Linked DNA regions of Mus musculus: regions 2 and 3 are each linked to region 1. Evidence: chromatin contacts called from public promoter capture Hi-C data. All regions are on one chromosome and are shown on one strand. Each heading gives the region's core, a stretch centred on a gene start, on an enhancer-like site or on the middle of the called end of the contact. The rest is flanking DNA. Distances are from core to core; before and after follow the strand shown.

The links. Capture Hi-C pulls out chosen DNA fragments and counts their contacts.
Region 2: a promoter capture Hi-C map of liver shows a contact between it and region 1, with 2.2 times the contacts expected there. The contact joins the promoter of Ccdc122 here to the promoter of Cog3 in region 1. A contact is called at or near these places in 1 of 115 datasets of contacts at active chromatin or transcription factors (microglia) and 2 of 9 other capture datasets (adipose tissue and liver).
Region 3: a contact with region 1 is called in a promoter capture Hi-C map of liver, with 4 times the contacts expected there. The contact joins the promoter of Esd here to the promoter of Cog3 in region 1. A contact is called at or near these places in 5 of 39 promoter capture datasets (embryonic stem cells, fetal liver, liver and 1 more), 1 of 115 datasets of contacts at active chromatin or transcription factors (memory CD8 T cells) and 3 of 9 other capture datasets (adipose tissue, embryonic stem cells and liver).

What each region holds. Positions count from the first base shown.
Region 1 is chr14:75,752,424-75,756,793 of GRCm38.p6, forward strand. It overlaps Cog3 (component of oligomeric golgi complex 3), which reads right to left and starts at 2,070. Exons shown (of 23, transcript NM_177381.3): 1 at 1,842-2,070. The coding sequence starts at 2,015.
Region 2 is chr14:77,034,311-77,038,680 of GRCm38.p6, forward strand. Ccdc122 (coiled-coil domain containing 122) reads left to right here and starts at 2,462. Exons shown (of 6, transcript NM_175369.4): 1 at 2,462-2,661. Lacc1 (laccase domain containing 1) reads right to left here and starts at 2,307. Exons shown (of 8, transcript NM_172488.2): 1 at 2,187-2,307; 2 at 1,502-1,680; 3 at 483-1,095. The coding sequence starts at 1,044.
Region 3 is chr14:74,730,377-74,734,746 of GRCm38.p6, forward strand. Esd (esterase D/formylglutathione hydrolase) reads left to right here and starts at 1,921. Exons shown (of 9, transcript NM_016903.5): 1 at 1,921-2,012.

The sequences.
Region 1 (4,370 bases), core at 820-3,319:
TCTAGATCACTAAAGCATCCCAGTTCCAACAGATTATGAAATAATGTATCTTATGAAAACATGAAGCACTACAGAGAAGTCTATGGAAGCATGCTAGTTAGATAAATTAAACCTGATGCACACTTTTCTCAACCATAATGTTAAAAGCATGGAACGGGGATGAATGGAGTCCGAGGTCATCCCATCAGACAGAGATCACTTCAGTACCAGGAAAGGAGAGCGATGAGGACATGTGCCTCTGAGATCCCGAAAGCTGGTGTATACAGGCTCCTTCCTGCTAGTTCTGAGACCTCCCCACATTCCTGGCCTTAAGGACATCCTCTCCCCAGGACCTTGCTCTGCTTTTTCTTCCAGCTACAACATGATGGGCCCAGCCTTTCCCAGGCCGGCTTCACGTCTCCATGTCAGCTCTCTTGCTAGGCTGTCTGTCACCTTCTTTACAAGGCTTAGGCCTTCTCTTCACTTTTAGGCCTGCCCTTACTTTTCTTCAGCCTCAACTATTCTGGCCCTGCCACCCACCCTACTTTACTTCCTATTTACGTCTCTATCCCTAATTCCTACCCCAGTGTAGACATATGGCAATGCACATTAAATGACAGCGTGAACTGATGGTAAGTACAACTGCATCAATACGGAAGGACCGTGTAAACCAGTAAGATGCCTTTTACTTTCAACCCTCTCCATACTCAATAAACGTGACACCAGCTTCGATAATGGGGCACAAAAATTATAAACAGACTGGGAACACACATAAGCCTGTTTCTGTAAATCTCTAGTATGGCACTTACCCAGCAATGGCAAAATCCTCAGTCTAGTCCCCAGCAAAACACACACACACACACACACACACACACACACCCCACACCACACCACACCCACTTATAATCCAGAACATAAAACATAGCCAGATCAAAGAACTTTCCACTTGCTCCCTCGTTTACTTAGGTCTATTTCCTGTATGGCATCCTGGAGGTGGGCAGAGAAACACACCTAAGAACACGTATTTTTACGGCACAGCACACAAAGGTGCAGAGAACGCGTCTAGTCACACCTCTAAAGTGTGAGGGCAGAGGTGAAGAAGCCAAATTCAATCTGCATTTGGACAGGATTACGAATCGTACAGAAATGGTTTCCAACATCAAAACTAACCACCACTGATAATAAAATAACCCAAAATTCGGCCTCGAAACTAGAAGAGCGTGTGAAACACATAAACAATCCAAAAAATAAAAGTACTCTGACCAGTATAACTGCACTGAATCACACCAACAGTAACATGCATACTGTCCCACTGGTAACTGGGAAAACGTTGACGCTAAAACCCAAAGCGCTACTTAATAACCGAGTCAACTTGTAAAAATAACTTTTTAATTTATTGCTTTGCTGTAGGTTTAATAAATCTTATCTTCCATAACCCAAAACCAGGAGTTCACAGCTTGGGGTGTGATAAATGAAATTGTTTCTCGGGGCCAGTTCTGATCCCCTCTAAGTGTCCCTGTTCCCCCGGGAAAGAAGCAAGCCTGATGCCTCCAGGATGCAGTTAACACAGACTAGCTGGACAGGCTCCTGGGAGGCAGGGCTACTCTGACACGGGGACACCAGGAGCAAGAAGCCCGGAGCAAGGCTCGGGCCAACCGTCCCACGCCGCTGGGGGAGGGCTACGCCCTCGCGTGGACGGCCACGCACCCTGGCAGGGCCACCCTGGGTCGCGGGCAGAGTGAGGCTGCTGACAGCAGGGCACACACGGGCCCCTCCCGCCGAACCCGCCACGGTGGCTCAGAGGACCGGCCAGATCCCCGCACGGGGCAGGAGGCCGGGCGCAGCCCACGCCCTCGCCTCACCTCGGCGGGCACCGGCAGGTTCTCCACGGCCGCCTTGAGCTCCAGCACCGAGTCCGTCTGCCTGTCTGTCAGCGGCGCCATCGAGTCGGGTCTCCCATCCCAGAGAGACAGCTTCTCGCGGGCGTCCCGCTCGGCCGCCGCCTCGGGCGGCAGCAGCAGCGCCGCCTCCGCCATCTCCGCAGCCCTGGGCCCCTCCGCGGCGCAGAACCGGAGCCCGACAGGCAGAGCCGGGAACTTCCGGGAGGACCGGGACTTCCAGCGCCGCAGCCGCGGCGGGGCGGGCCCGAGCGCCCTGACCCCGGAAACGCTTCCCCGGCGTGGGGGCGGGACCGAGGCCAAAACAGACGTGGCTTTCGACGGAGGCCAAACAGTTCCGGTTGAGGTGTACCTCAAGCCAGAGGGTAGGAGACAAGAATGGGCGGAAATAAGCTTGCCCCTACCGGAAGCTTCTTCAACATCAATAACTTTATGATAATGTGTTCTTCAGATTTGTTTTTGGTTTTCTTTTTAACAAGTTGTAAGTCATCCAACGGATTAGGAGAATTAATGAACTCCAAAGATCTTCTCTCCTGTCAGATGGGTTATGGATGCTTTCCATGTTGACATAGCAACCAAGAGCACCAAGTTTTCAAACTTACAACTTCCCTGTTAGAAAACTAGTTTGTGGAAACACAAATTCAAAGACAAACATATCAGGCCTCATTAATAATATCAAAAAACTGGGGGGGGGGGGGACCTAAATGTCCAACATTGAAGAACTGGATCAATAACTGTCTATCCAAACATGAAACTGCAAAAATTATTCTGCCATTTAAATCATGATACACATTTGAACACCTAAACAAATTATATTAGATCAAACCTAAATAATTGAATAAATATACTTTGTAAGTATATAAATTGAGTATATACGAATATAAAAAAAAATTGGGCAAAAAGGTGAAAAAGAGACAACCTTCTTCCTTACCAAGAATTAAAAAGGAAAAATGTAGAAAAATGAAGAAAATCACAAAACACTGAACAACATTCTTCAAAAAGGTCAGGGTAGAGAGATGGCTCGGGGCTAAGGGAACTTGCTGATCTTTCAGAAGACTCCAGTTCAGTTCCCAGCCCCCACAATATGCAGCACATTACCACCTGAAACTTCAGTTCCAGGAGATCCAACCTCCTCTTCTGGCCTCTCTGGGTACTAACATACATGTGGCACATGCAAACACACACATAAATAAATTTTTAAAATAAAAAGCCAATGTTTTTTTTTAAGATTTATTTATTTTATGTATGTGAGTATACTGTAGCTGTCTTGAGGTACACTAGAAGAAGGCATCAGATCCCATTACAGATGGTTATGACCCACTGTGTGGTTGCTGGGAATGAACTCAGGACCTCTGCAAGAGCAGTCAGTGCTCTTAACCTCTGAGCCATCTCTCCAGCCCCCAAAAGCCAATGTTTAAAAGAGTATCAAACTACTAAAGAGCAAGGAGTGACCAAGGAGCTCTTACATAGTGGAGACTACTGAATAATGACTTCTCATTGCAATGTGGTATCTTGGACTGATTCCTGGAACAGAAGAAAGGATAATTGTGATGAGACTATAGAATAAAATATAGAATCTTAATAAAGTTTGTAATTTAGGCATTGGTGGTGTTGTGCCAGCTTTGATTGTACATGGCTAGATAAGACAATAGTAGGAAAGCTGGATGAAAGACACACCTGAACAATACAATCTCTGGAGCCTTGCTGAAGTCTAACTTTATCTCAAGAGAGCTGAGTATGGCAGCTCATGTTTGCAATAACATCAGCAGGGAGGCTGAGACAAAGGGATTTCTACAACTTGGAGGCTGAGGTAGGAGAATTAGAGGCCAGTGCAGACCACAAAAAAGAGACTGCTGTCCAAAAAAAAAAAAATGTATCTCAAAATAAGAATTAATAATCTTATGGTATAGAAAATATGGTTCTAGCTAGGGACATGCCTTTAATTCCAGCACTCAGGAGGCAAAAGTAGGTGGATCTCTTGAGTTCAAGGCCAGCCTAGTCTACAAAGTAAGTTCCAAGACAGTCAGGGTTACACAAAGAAATTCTGTCTTAAAAAGCCAAAGAAGGGGCTGGGCGTGGTGGCACATGCCTTTGATCCCAACACCTGGGAGGCAGAGGTAGGCGGATTTCTGAGTTCGAGGCCAGCCTGGTCTACAAAGTGAGTTCCAGGACAGCCAGGGCTATACAGAGAAACCCTGTCTCTAAAAAAACAACAACAACAAAAAATGATTGTAATATAGTTAAGAAAAATGAAACAGCATTAGTAACCTATTGGCCGAATTGGCAGACTCCACCCCATCCCATCTCCCCTCTATCCTCTTCTCTTTCTTCAAGTCACCTTTGTGGTAATACGGTGTTACCCTTCCACTGCTATAACTAATACCAGGAATAATCAGCTTCTAAAGAGCACGCCAAGCTACTCTCTGAGTTACTCAGCCGAGCTCAGAGCACTCTTCCCCAGCCCTGAACAGAGGAGAGCCCAGCCTACTGCGC
Region 2 (4,370 bases), core at 1,212-3,711, 1.3 Mb after region 1:
CTGGCTGCTCTTTGTACCTCCGTGTGATGTCACACAGTACTGTGTGTTTTACCTCCCCGTGGGACTGCTGCTCTCTTCCCAGGGTACTTTCATTTCATCTGGTAGAAGTAACATACAGCTCACAATTAATCCTACTTATCCAAGGAGGATTATTTGAAAGTTTACTCTTCTATTAAAATGCCCAGAGAGTTGGGGTTTCAGCATGTCTACGTAAAAGATTTTCCAGGTCAGAAAAAAAGAACTTTTTTAGGAGTGTTGGGAGATTTGCCTTAGAGCTGAATTTGCATAGTGCAGATTTGTTTTTTAGGAACAGCTCTGATGAAGTCATCCTTTGAAGCCGCTGACCCACAGGTCCTAAACTCCCCATGTTGCGAAACATGAACAGTTCACAAGAGTCAACAGAGAGAAAAGAAAGGGAAGTGAGGAACTTCTGAAGAAAGTCTGGGTTTTCAGTGCAATACAGAGGACAGTGTGGAAGGTACCTGGGATCAGAGGAGATGTGACAATAGTTAGGTCCCCTTTCAGCGCTGGCAGGCTTCTCAAGTATGTTTCTATTTCATGCTGGATGTCTTCTAGTTCTTGAGTTGTGGTCACGTTTATTCCAGTGGATGGTTTCAAAAGGCTATCCCTCCAAGCTCCCTGTAGATCTTCAAACTCAAACTCATACACCTCGGTGAAGAGTTGACCAACGTAAGCCTTCATTAACAGTTTCCTGTGCTCGGGGACAATCACCTTAATGCAGCTCAGATTTTCTTCATCAATTTTTTGTTTAATTGTATACAAAGAGGCAGCCAGGCAGGGATGGCTAACAGTCTCGAATTTTCCCGCGAGACGTGAAAAGCCATTTCCTGCTTCCAATTCACAGAGGCCATACTCCCCATCCTTTTCCTTGCTGGCATTTCTGCAACATATTATGCAAAGGAACTTGGCCTTGGGAGCGTGGTGGTAGTGAATACCATCCAGTGTCTCCAGTAAGGTCTCATGGCAGTTTTTCTGTGCATTCAATTGTAAACCAGAGAGATCAATCAAGACTGCTTCTGCCATTCTTCAATCAGGCAGTCTTTTTTGCCCCAAAGACTTTTTATGCCATAGCAGCTGTAAAGAAAAGTGATCACAAATAACAATAAATTCGATCTTCTTATAGATACAACCGAAATTTGTGGTGAACAAAAATAAATAAATAAATATAAAAATAAAAATAGGAAGTAAATTGCATCAATACAAAAAGTAACCAAAATAAATGTAGTGTGCAGAGCAGAAAAGCCAGTGCACCATTCATCCTGACAATTAAGGGCAGAGCCATCTTTTATTTTGTGAACAGCTGGGTACATTTTTATAGAATAGAAATTATGCTTTGTTTTCCTTATAGCAGATTTTAAGTACAAAATTACTTGTTGTCTGAGATCAAGTCTTTTTAATTATAGGATGTAAATCTGTTATGTCATTATCCCCATCATGTCTATAAGATTAGATCACATCTCATGAAATACTGAGGTCTCACCTTTAGGATATTAAGTTGAGCAGTATCAGCAGCCAATCTTCTTTGGGGTTGCGGTTGGGACAGGGATTCGAGGCAGAGCTTCTCTGTCTAACAGCCCCAGCAGTCCTGGAACTAGCTATGTAGACCAGGCTGGCTTCGACCTCAGACACCTGCTTGCCTCTGCCTCTGCCTCCCAAGTGCTGGGATTAAAGGTGTATGTCACCAGAAAGAAAGAAAGAGAGAGAGAGAGAGAGAGAGAGAGAGAGAGAGAGAGAGAGAGAGAAGAGTAAAGGTGTCTGTCACCATAAGCAAGCAAACAAACAAACACACTCATTTTTTAAAGGTAAAAGCTAGCCCACAGGCTGGGCTTTCCCCCCAGGTTTACACAGTCCTCCGCACTTGGGATAATCCCAAAAGCCACTGCAACTTGGATCAGGGTCGATTTCTGACCACTTGCAGATTCTCTGAACTCCCTGTCCAGGCTGGAGCTCCCCTCTGCCGACCCTGTGACCCCCAATTCTGACACCTACCATTGCTGAGCCTTCACCCCGACGCCCACCCCAACCTCCGCCCGCCCCGTAGGGCACTGGCGCCTTCATTCATTCTTTCCGCCAGCCGTGCAGGCGACCTCGGAGGAGCCTGGACTGCACGGTGTGCGTCCGTCCGTCCCGTCGCCGCGCCGACCTCCCCTCCGCCCGGGACTCACCGCAGGGCTGCTTCCCGCGCTCTCCTCGGCGGCCGCGAGCTGGGGCGTGAGCTGCAGGCTCGGCGCTCGAACCCCAGTGGCTCCCAAAGTCACCGGCCGGCCGGTCCGCCCGCCTCACCGCGTCCCCGGGCCTCCCGGCGGCCTCGGGCTCCCGCGGGCGTGCGCCCGGGTTTGGGTGTTCCCGCCACGGCCGCGAGGTGGCGCCCTGGAGACGCAAGGCCGAGCCCCTTGCGGGGGATTCCCGCGCCGCTCAGCAGTTCCGGGTCAGCGCCCGCAGTCACCGTGGAGGCCGCCTGAGGCCCGGGCGCTGAGGCGCGGGGGCCCGGAGAGCCGCGGGCGAGCGCGTCCCGTGAGGCGCCCGGAAGGGAAGGGAAGAAGCGTCCCCTCTCCCCGCGGGCCGTGGCGACTCCAGAAGGATCTGCTGACCCAGCAGTGTGGCCAGCTTGTCACTTAGCGCCCTCCAATCCGGGCTCAAGTAAGGGGACTCTGGTGACTTTTGTGGGGGAGTGGCTTTTTTTTTTCTTTTTTCTTTTCACTTTTTGTTTAGTTTTTAAGTTTCTAGTTAGTTTTCATTTTTTCCCCCTTTCGGCTGATTCTGTACTTTCATTTGGGACCAACATCCTTGACTGTTCACTTGTGTTGGCAACGTCGATTTCTCTTACCCCCCCCCCCAAGTGTGTCCCCTCACAGGACGGAATGCATTCATTCTTACAGTAGCAATAAGATAAAAATTAAGGCTCCTTTGTCCCCCAAGGGTTTAATGTTATTTATTTAAAAACAACAATTTGAAAATCAAGTACTGTTGTAAATGGAAAAATACCCACTCTTCAAAATATATGAGAAGGTAAGAGAAAGCGCATTTTCTGAGGACTGGCAATGGAGGAAGGAGAGGGCCTTCATTTTCCTTGGTCTTCCTCCAAGTGCTCAAGTGTTTCCTGAATGAGAAGACTCTAGGGGATCCGGGAGTCTAGAAGTCTTGTTAAGTGTGCACCCATCTCAACTTGACTAGCGGCCAAGGTAACCAGCCCACATAGAACCTACTCCAGGCCGTGTGATCACTTTCAGAGGGCACACATTGAATGCTCGCTGGACACTTCCAGGAACCCTGAGGGATAGATAACACAGATCTGATCAGACATGCATGCCTTGGCATAAACTTGCTGTCTGTTAAGGAAAATGGATTTTTTTTTTTAAAAGCAAGTTTAGAAGCTTTTTTTCTTGTTTTCATGTCCAAGGATGAGAGCTCAGGATTCATTCATGCAACAGCACTGGCAGTAACAAAACTTTCAAAATAGCTAAGTTGTTAGGGAAGTTGTGATAATGTATTTACATACCATTTCCTTCAGCATCTGGTCTGTCTGGGCTGCATTTCTTAACACTCTCTCCCCTTTCCCAGGCTACTACAGAGCCTCTCAATCCTGGTTGCACATGGGAACAAGTAGAACTTAATAGTAGAGTAGGTACCCCACACCCCGGCTGCAGATTGACTCAGAGTCTATGGGAGTCAGGCCTGGGCTTGTTTTGTTCTGCTTTTTTATTTTTATCTCGCAGATGATTCACATGCATAATTCATTTTGGAAGACAAACAACAAACTCCTTCTCAAGCCATGCAAGTAAAGGCTGTTCTATCGTAGGCCATCGACAATTCTTTACATTTGCTGCTTGTTGTCCTTTGAACACGTTTCTTTTGTGAGCTGACCTGCTCTCGGTTGCTCAATACCCTTCAAGCTTAAACATAACCTTCCTGGAGGCCTGGTTGCCTCACTTCGCAGAATAGCTTCCTTGGGATTTTCATGCACGAGGAGCCCTCTGATAGACACAGTCTGAGCTCAGGGCCAAACAGTACACTGCAAAGTTTGGCTAGACCCTGAATCACACATTTTATAGGAATGAAAGTTCTTACAGGTTATGGAGGTTTGGTCTATGTAAAGCTTTTAAAAAGAAGACAAAACTAAGCCAGAATGTTGTCAACAAATGTAGCATAGTATCGTGAACTTATTTTAATCTAGCTGATGCTCATGTGTCAATCAACTGAAAAATTCCAGAGCCTTTTTGTACATGATCAACTTATTTTCCTGTATTGCATCTCTTGCGTAAAGCACACACCTATGTCTAAACATAAAAGAGTCCCCAATATTCTGTTTCTTGAAGAGGAAAATAGTTTAAAGGCACCTTTGAAGCCAT
Region 3 (4,370 bases), core at 671-3,170, 1.0 Mb before region 1:
ATTTCTGAGTTTGAGGCCAGCCTGGTCTACAAAGTGAGTTCCAGGACAGCCAGGGCTACACAGAGAAACCCTGTCTCGAAAAACAAAAAACAAAACAACAACAGCAACAAAACCCAAAAAACAAACAAAACAAAACAAAACAAAACAACAAAACCAGAGATTTACATTATGATTCATAACAGTAGCAAAATTACAGCTATAAAGTAGCAACAAAAATAATTTTATGGTTGGGAGTCACCACAATACAAGGAGCTGTATTAAATGGCTGCAGTATTGGGAAAGTTGAGAACCACTGCTCTAGGTAATTTTGGACATATTTCTTTAAGTGATTACTATTCATTCATTTTCATTATCAGAAATATCAACATTACTTTCAGATTCGGTTTTCTTTACTTTCACACCCAAATAACAATATATAGTATTAATGTTCTTGAAAATAGAAGTTTTGATCTAGTATAATTTCATGCTGACTGAGAGAAACTGTCATTATGATTATTACCACTAATATGGATACAAGAACTCTTTGGAGTTAGTTTGTACCTTAAAGAGATCAAGATACTAATTGAACACCCTTTAAACTTTGTTCAAGCATTTAACAATTAGAAAGAATTTGCAGACTTGGGTAATCTTTCATAACTTCAGTTGTGAAACTCAGTTTGAAAAAAAATTACCTTTCCAATAAATTACATTTAAAAGTAGTTAGCTTGGGAGTGATAGAGTATACCTTTAATCCCAGCATTCGGGAGACAAAGGTAGGGGGATTTCTGAGTTCAAGACCAGCCGGTCTACGTAGTAAGTTCCAGGCTAGCCAGAATTACATTTAAGACTCTGTTAATAATAATAATTTTAAGAATTTACCTTAATGCTTTCTCAAAATAACATTCTTTGGTTAACCATTAAACAGGTACACAAATGCCTGCCACATGACACAGAAAAGCAACGTTCTGCGTGGCAGCTCATCCACACAGGTTATATTCCACTGAGCTCAGCTCACCTACTTGTTTTTTAGCCTGACTAGCCACATAACTTGCAAGTCCCCCAGCAAAACTAAGATGGAGAGCCTATACACACAGAGCAGGCACTGGGTCCTTCTGACAGTTTGTTGCAAATGCACAGGCTGCGTGATTATTAAACCAGACAATCTTACAGGTTATACATAGTATCCACAACCTAGCAGCCTAAATACTGGTTTTAAAAACTGCTTGTAATATTTAATTTTCTGAACAAAGTACACTTGCTGGTTAAATTGGATGAAGTTGAGAACTGCTGTAAATGATTAACCAGAAACCCTGACACAGTTCAACTTTTATTGAGGGAAGAGGGGAGAAAAAAATGGACATTGAAAAGAGTTAATGAATGTGTCCTCCTCCTAGAAGCTCCAAATCAAGCAGGTGCAGAGTAGATGTGGAATGAGGGTGGAAATGTGAAATTTCTGCTCAGGTTTCCAAACAACTGCAGAGTTCCACACAAGCCCTTTCCACAAGTTAACTGGGAGAGGCCAGCTGGTGTACTAGAGCCTCATTCTCTTGTTGCCTTCTGGGAGCATCTGAAGCAAGTTACAGAGGTCTAGAGGTCCAGTGTCATGACAGACACACTTTTGGCTCATCCTGACACACCGCGGAAACAGGAACCCGGCGAAAAGTCTCTTGGGAATGGCCTTGTAGGGGAGGGTCGGGGTCCGGGAACTCCTAGTCTCCCTTGGGGTGTATCCATAGGGCAGGTCTGCTAGGAGAGTGCGCGCCCTGGGGGCGGTGTCTCAGAATGGGAGCAGCTCAGGAGGGAGGGCTGGGGAGGAGAGGGGCAGAGAAAGGGAGGGACTTGAGGGCGGGGCCGTGAGAGGGGACCAGAGTAAGCGGCCAAAGGAGGGGACGGGCCCAAAGGGAGGAGCCTCTACGTGGGACCCGCCCCGGAGGCCGGGGCGGGACATATGGTGTGGGCGGAGCCAGAGGCAGTGCTCGGGGCGGAAGCCCCAACCTTCTTCCCTGGCGAGTTAGAAGCTGCCCCTCACCGAGGTAAGATGGAATGGGTCGTGAGTCCCAAGCATTCTCTACTACCTGGTTTTCGGGCGGCTGTGCGCGGACGCCTAGACCTGCGGTGGTGATAGCAGCGGGGAATGGTGACGATCTCTGCACCCTTCCCGCCGCGGTAAGGCAGGCCTCGTCCCGCAGGGCCTGCTAATCGCTTTAACTTCGGGGAGCTGGAAACAATGTGTGACCTGGGGCGCCAGGCTCGCTGGGATGCTCGGGTTGGTGGAGTGCCCGCCGGGACGGCATTTCGCCGAGCATTCCCGCGCGGAGCCCGGGGAACGCTTTCCCTCCGGGATCCCAGCCTGGGCTGCAGGCGACGCCACTAGGGCCCTGAGGTGTCTTGGGCAGCGCGCTCGAGGCCGTGCCCAGTGGTAAAAATTCAGGTGTAGGCGGCCGTCCATAGGTGATTTGTGGTTGAGTCGTCAGAAAGATGGCACTTATGTTATTTAAAATTAATAAAATTCACCATTTTTTATGTAGGCCATATTAGGCCTAATGGTCAGCAATCTATAGGCATTCTTTGAAAAGTTAAAGGAATGAAACCCCAGGCTTCTATAACAGTATTGTTTGTAGTGGGACATACTAGTAAGAAAGTAGACTAAGGTTTTAATTAGCTCTTAGCTATATATAATTGCTATGATGATACTGAGATTTTGTTTTATTTTGTTTTTGAGACATTGTAGTTCTGACTGTCCTGGAACTCACTTTGTATACCAGGCTGTTCTCGAACGCCTGGTTCTCCAGGGATTTAGGGCGCGTGCAACGAAACTTTTAAAGTTCAACTTTTGAGACATTTCAGATATAAGATAGGCTGTACAGGCAAGGATCTAAGTTTAATTTTAAATGTGTTGGGTTTTGCTATAGCGATGCGAAATAAATGCATAGCAGTTTGGCACTAATGCTTAAAATTTGAATATGAAAAGACAGATTTAGATTTTTCAGCCCAGAAGATGTGTTTGAAATTTAGGGACTATGAGTTAGGGGGAAAATATGTGACAAGAACTGGGAAAGGGGCGTGGGGTGGGGGAGTTGGGAACTAAGAATGAAATAGAGGGGGGGGGAGGCAGGACAGGCTTTGAGTAAAGAAATGGTGGTCAGGACTGTGAATTTATGCCTTCCCCAAAGCAGCAGAATATGCTTATTCATTGTGAAGCAGCAAAAGTGTGTTGCCATTGTCAAAGGTCTGTGACTAAGCCCTGACTAAGTCTGGAGGCAACTGTATCTTAACAAACAACATAGGTCCTGAGAAACTTAAGAAAGTTCATTCTTGGGTGAGCATACCAGAATCAGCTTATGCAACCTAGATGGTACTTTGGAGTGTGAACATGTACAAGGTATAGAATATGGTAGGCAGTTTTAACACGATGGCAACTACTGGTGTGTCTACACACAAAGGAGACAGAGTAAATTATGGCATAAAAGATTTTCAACAAATAGAATGCCAGTAAAAGAATGCTTTTTGTAACTAGAGCTTACAGGTCCAAAGCAAGTCAGTAAGTCAATTTTGCTATGAGTTAGGGAATGTAAGTGACCTGGACGAAGCTACACTAAACCTATTTTAAAATATCTTATTCATACTTTAACTTTTTTTTTATTTTATAAACTGTAGTTTTTAGAGCCATTTAACATTTATTATTACAGTGATGCAAACTTTTTTTTAAATTTTATCAGCTTTTTTCTGGTTTTAGTTTTCACAAACTTTCTATAGAAACGAAGACACAATCCCACAATCTTCAGGGTTGATTCACAGGACCACATCCCATGACTGTCTTCTGCATCCACATTTCATCCCATGGAAGTGCTTTAGGGTACATATATGGAGCTATCCTCCCCGGCAGACGCAGTTCCTTCTCCATAACGCCTTCTGTAGTGAGCACCTGCAGGAGGCTCCACACACACACACACACACACACACACACACACACACACCCGCAGACAGTAGCTTACTTATTTCTGTCATCTTGAGTTTGATTTATAAGTGACTGGTGCACATGAGCATTCCTTTCCATTGATAAAAAATCCATGTGATATTTGGTCTCAAGTTTTTAAAGTATTTAAGGAGCTCGTTGAGCTTTGCAAATGGCTCTGTGAAGTCTGTCACTTGGTGTTGTCTTCCCTCTGCAGCTACGTGTGTCCTGGCTGACAGGAACTTTTAGCTCTACTATACTCTTACAGGATCACTGTCATAGATGTAGGATGTCCTTGACTAAACCCTCCCTGTGCTGACTGTCTGTATTAACATAGACCAGACTTGTCATATTCATATGACAATTATCCATGTGACAGAGAAGCAGTATTTGCAATAACATATGAAACATTAAAAGTTAATATTTTGTGTGTTAC